Regions from separate parts of the Oryctolagus cuniculus genome. Here region 1 is linked to region 2. A link is a contact called in public Micro-C data. All regions are on one chromosome and are shown on one strand. The core of a region is the stretch at or near the end of the contact, and the rest is flanking DNA. Distances in the headings are between cores, read along the strand shown. Region 1 holds the start of CEP57L1 (centrosomal protein 57 like 1). Region 2 holds the start of CD164 (CD164 molecule).

Region 1 (2,700 bases), core at 149-2,648, 300 kb after region 2:
ATGAATTAAAATCGACTCAGATTATTGGTCCACTCATGGCCTTTCAAACCTCAACTTTTCTCAAGCTTAATGACTTTTTTTTTTTTTTTTTAAAGAATGACTCTTTTAAAGATACTAAACTTGGTGGGGTTATGCATCATCTTCATGGCCTTCCCAGAATTCACACTTAGGAATATTGAGGATACTTTTCCTTTCAGTCTTATATAAGGCACATTTGACTACTTGCTTTTAAAGCGCTGTTGAAATTTTTAAAGATTTATTTGAAAGAGTTACAGAGAAGGAGAGGCAGAGAGAGAGAGAGAGAGAGAGAGAGAGAGAGAGTTATCTCCCATCCAGTGGTTCACTTCCCCATATGGCCGCAACCAGACAGGAGCCAGGAGCTTCTTCCGGGTCTCCCACGTGGGTGCAGGGACCCAAGCGCTGGGCCACCTTCAGCGGCTTTCCCAGGCACCTCAGCAGGGAGCTGGATCAGAAGTGGGGCAGCCGGGGGGACTCCAACAGGCGCCCATAAGGGATGCCGGTGCTGCAGGCGGCGGCTTTACTCCAAGGCACCACCCCAGATCTTATTTAACAAAACAAATAAGCCCACAGAACACCCCTGGAGAAAGGCAGAAAACAGTGCAATTGCACAGGGATTTTTAACCCATCCCGCGCGTGTCCACAGGAACCGGCAAAACAGACAGCAGCGCGGGGCCCCCTTTCCAACGCATCTTTCCGTCGTGGTCTTAATCAGGCCGCTCCCACAGACCCTCGGGATCGCGACCCCCAAAGCCTCGCCTGACCACGCCCCCGGACTCGGGGCACCTGCACCAGTCCTTCTCTCGCAGGTCACTGGGAAAAGTCCCCGGATAAGGACCGCAACCTTAGACGGCTTGGTTTCCCAGGTTCCAGAGGAAATGGAGGACGGAGAAAACCCTATCGAGGGGAACATGACGAAAAAGCGCGCAGTGCTTACCAGACCGACGCCCTGGGGCAGCCGCTGCCTCGGCTAACCAGTTGGTTCACAGGCTGCCACATTCAGGTCGCAGTGGCCTCTGGGGGTTGTAGTTTCTGTCGCACACAGACAGCGCCGGCATCATCAGAACCACATTTCCCAGAAGTCAATGCGAAAGTGCCCTGCCTCCTTAAACCTGGAGCTCGCCGGCGCTATTTTTAGGCTAATCTTAAATTTTTAAATTCTTCCAAGGGCGCGTCCGTGTCCTCCTCCCCTGCTTGTGTATAACTCGTGTGTGAGCAAGTCTCAGCACATTCCTGCTCCTTACTTTTCCTCCCTCTTCTCCAGGACAGACTCCAAACGCTCAGGAACGGAAAACGCCCCTCGGCGCGCGCCAAGTGGTTGGGAAGGCGCATGCGCCCTGCCCGCGGTCACGCATGCGTAGCACCCGGCAGCGGTTTGGCGGCCGCGCGCAGCGGACTTGGGGTCTGGAGAGGTAGCCTGGCGGAGGGCGGGGCTTTTTCCAATGGCTTTGCCACGGCGGGTCGCCGCTGCCTGGGCGGGGAAGAAGGCGCTGGGGCAGGGGCAGGCGGCTCCCGGTTAGTGCCGGGCGGAGAAAGGGGAGGGGCTGGGGGGTGAGGACCCCATCTCCCCTCCCTGCTCCCGCCTTCTGGGCCGAACCCCACAGATGGGGCTGGACGAAGGGGCGGGCTTTGCGCCTCGGTCGGGGCCCAGCCGCTCCCGCAGCTCCGAGGACTGCCGAGGCCGCCCCGTGCCCTCTGGCTGGGCGGGCGGTAGGCGAGGGCACAGGGGCCGGAGAAGCGGCGTCTTCCCGGGCGTCCGGAATCGGCCGCGGCCCGGGCCGCTCTCCTTGCCCTTCTGCACGGGGGCTGCGGGAGCCCCCCTGCCGGGAGCGCCCGAGTCTCGGGCCGGGCCGGCCACCGGGCCCGGGGTCCGGCGAACCTTCGCCGCCGGCGTCCAGCGAGCGGCTGAGGCGCTGGGCGGCGCGCGCGGAGGGCGGGACCAGGCGCCGGAGGAGGGGCGGGGTGGGAACGCCGGGGCGAGCCGTGCGGCCGCACAGACAAAAAAAAAAAAAAAAAAAAAAAACCGAATGGCTGGAGCGCGTTCCGCTGCCAGCAGCGTTTTTGGGCAGAGCGCGGATTTGACAGCTCGACGACGTGAGGATATCCGCTGACCCCGCGAGGCCGAGAGCACTTCCCCGAGACTCCCCGTGCCGCGAGGCTGGCGCTGGGCGGACTGCGACTTCCCAACTTTTTTGTTTTTTCCATCTCCGACCCGAAGAGCGCCCCGTGGGTGAAGGAGAAGGGTGAAAAGGGTGCTCGGTCTTGCAGATCGGTTCTGGTTCCCAGCGTCTCGCAGACGTCGTGTTATGACGGCTGCGTTTCGCCCCGGTTTTAGCCGCACGTGCCCCATGTAAGGGCTGCGGGGCGCTTTGGGGGGCATGCCGAAGGGGGACTGAAGACCGTCCAGGCAGAAGCCCGATTGCCATGGCTGAAGGGGAGAATGAAGTGAGGTGGGACGGACTGTGCAGCCGAGATCCCGCTGTCCGAGAGACGGCCCTGGAGAACATTAGGCAGATCGTTTTGCGAAAGACCGAGTGTCTGCGTTCGCTGGAGGGGCCACCTTCTCGTCCACCCGACGGGCATTCGGACGCCGCCTCTGTGGACGGGCTGAATAAGCTGCTCGCTCGGCTACTGATGCTTTCCAAAAGGTGTCCCTTTAAAGACGTGAGAGAGAGGAGTGAG
Region 2 (2,700 bases), core at 158-2,657:
TGATGATCTTAAAAAAAAAAAAAAAAAAAAAAAAAAGGTTGACTAGTGCCTTCATTTAGTCTGGGTGTCTGACGGTCATGGGCCAAATACAGTGCGTGGGGTGTGCTGAGAGCAGAGCAGATGTCTGGTTGAAAGGCTGATGGAGGGATCTCACATACTTGACTGCCTTCTCATGCTTCTGCTCACAGAACTGATCAGAAACCAGCACTTTCCTGTTTACATCCGAGCAAACCTCCAAGCCGTGCAGCCAACAGAACGTTCAGTCATGAGCGTGCAGGAGGACCCCACTGATCCAGATCCTATGTGGAGATAAAAACTTTAAACCTGACGCCAAACAAATGCTAACTCGGGTATGCTGTCATCTTTCTGGTGTTTGAAACACGGCAAAACAGACCTCCACGGAAGCAGTCTGTGTTGAGGAAACACACCCACGATTAAAATTACATGATAAATATAAAGCAGCTGAAACAGATGGCATGAAATCCAGCTATCAAAGTCTAACTTTCAGCATCGGATATAAGCATCTCCAATACCGCCGCTATTTTTCGAGAGTGGACGTCAGATGGCGCTCACCCTCACCGAAAGGCACAGCAGCGTCGGACCGCTGTAACAGGCATTCAACAATCCAGCTCTGCGGGTAGAGGTCACTTTTCTCAGTCTCGATTTCCTCACCGGGAACGTGGGGGGTGGGGACGGACCCGACGGCCTTCCAACTGCACCGCCCTGGATGCTGACTCCAGCGGTACAAGAGGGACACACCGGCCCCGGCTGCCGCCAACGCAAACGGCAACTCGGAAAAGTCAGGCCGGCGAAGCGGGAAAGCAGAGGCGGGACAGTGGGCGGCCCTGGCTGGGAGGCTGCAGATCTGAGCCGCTCGCACTGCGTGGGCGGCAGAGCACAAACTCCTTAACCAGGCGGTGTCTCCCATCTCCCCGGGGAGTCCCAATGAGGACTACTTTCAGTAAAACCCACCTTCCGATGGGGCACGGCCCCTATCTGGGGACACGCCAGCACAGGGCGAACTTACTCCTTCCCTGACTTCGGCGAGCGCCGCCCAGAAACAACTTCCGCCCGTTGGGCCGCGGGTCCGGGAGGACCGGCCCTGAGGTCACGTGGGGACGCGGACACCCGGCCTCTCCTGGCGCTCAGGTGGAGGCCTTACGCCACGTCACGTGGGTCGTTCCATCCAAGCCAGGGTGGGGGGAGCTTTCCTATAGGAGGTACGAGAAAAGCCTAGTCACATCCTGCGTGATAATCGGAGGCCAAGAAAAACAATTTCCAGCTTCTGTACCTATTTCTTGCTTTATTACAGTTTCCCTGAGGGACAGCCTGCCTCGGCTGCTTCAGGACGTCCATGCTCTTCCCCCTTAGGTCTCCCGTTGGTATAGCCCGAGCCCCGCCTCCCCTGGCCCCGCCCCCACGCCGTGGGCGCAGCCCCTCACGTGACTTCAGCGCGCTCCCGCAGGGGAGCCAAGTCTTGGAGGCGGCGCCGCAGGGGACGGAGGGACTGAGCCAGCGTAGTGCGCTGCAGCTTTCGCGTGGACACCAGCGCCGAGGACACGATGTCAGGCCTCTCCCGCCCGCTACTTTGGGCCGCCACCTGCCTGGCCGCGCTCTGCGTCCTGTCCGTGGACTCGAACACCACCGTGACCCCGAACGGGACTGAAACTCCGACTTTAACGCCCTCCAAGATAGTGCCGACGTCGCTGAAGCCCTCCCCGTCGACCACCCCTCCAGCACTAGGTGGGCGCCGGCCCTGGGAGTCCCGCGCTCGCCCGCCCTTCCCGGCCGCACGCCTTCGCCCGTGCGCGCGGGTCCGGCCGTGGCGGCGACTCCGACAACATGGCGGCCCGCCCCGAGTCCGCTCGCGGGGCGGCCGGGGCGCGCTCCGGGCGCCATCGGGCTGTTTCCGACCCCCGAGAGCATCGCACGCTGCGGTGGTCTTTAAAAACCGCGTGGTAGTCCCTAGCTTGACCTTAGGCGCGGACGAGGGGACGTGGCTTCCTTCCGCGGTGGCAGCTGTGGGGTTGGTGATGGGGCGAGGCGACGCCTCCGGAGTTGGCGGCGAGACCGAACTTTCCTGTCCCCGGGGCCGTCTCCCGAGGGAGGCTTCTCCGGAAGTGGGCGCAAGACGGAAAGAGAAACTTAACGCTGAGCGCTCGCTTGGGTGTCGGGCTGGGGTCCGAGTGTGCGAGTCGCTGGAGGTGTGATTGCCCTGGTTTTGCGGGTCTCTGCGGGCGGTATCTGAGGTCCAGCACATAGATCGTGAACACTGGACACCGTGCGGTGTGCAGAGAAGTGGTGCCCAGCGCGTGCCCGCGTGCGCTCTGCAGGTGCGGCTTTCGGGGCTCGGGGCACCGCCGGAAGGCGGACGGGGAAGGGAGTCCTCGGGGGCGTTGGGTTTCGTAGGTTGTGGAGTTGGCTTGGAAGCCAGGCCTGTAGGTTTTCTGGAACACACCTTTTGTTCAGCTGTGCGGGAGAGGAGGACGGGTGAAGCCGTACACGGATCGTGGCAGAAATTGGCGTGTGCTTCGACAAGGCAGAAGAGGGAGGGAAAGTGCATTGGAAGTATTAAGGAGAAGAAACTGGATGTTCAAAGCCCGCAGTGTAGTGCGATTGGTTACTCTGGTTGTTACTGGGTAAGGAGGAACTCACTGGACTGAAGCCTGGCTGAGGTGGAACGACTTGACCAAGGCATTT

Evidence for each region. Hi-C and Micro-C count contacts between places; a contact is called where the count stands out from the background.
Region 1: a Micro-C map of ear pinna shows a contact between it and region 2, with 7 times the contacts expected there. The contact joins the promoter of CEP57L1 here to the promoter of CD164 in region 2. A contact is called at or near these places in 2 of 6 Hi-C or Micro-C datasets (ear pinna and an unstated tissue).

What each region holds. Positions count from the first base shown.
Region 1 is chr5:62,309,731-62,312,430 of mOryCun1.1, forward strand. CEP57L1 (centrosomal protein 57 like 1) reads right to left here and starts at 1,399. Exons shown (of 11, transcript XM_070073727.1): 1 at 1,263-1,399. SESN1 (sestrin 1) reads left to right here and starts at 1,936. Exons shown (of 10, transcript XM_008263340.4): 1 at 1,936-2,700. The coding sequence starts at 2,443.
Region 2 is chr5:62,012,002-62,014,701 of mOryCun1.1, forward strand. It overlaps CD164 (CD164 molecule), which reads left to right and starts at 1,408. Exons shown (of 6, transcript XM_017345316.3): 1 at 1,408-1,743. The coding sequence starts at 1,563. LOC138849788 (a long non-coding RNA gene) reads right to left here and starts at 1,139. Exons shown (of 2, transcript XR_011388959.1): 1 at 973-1,139; 2 at 1-299.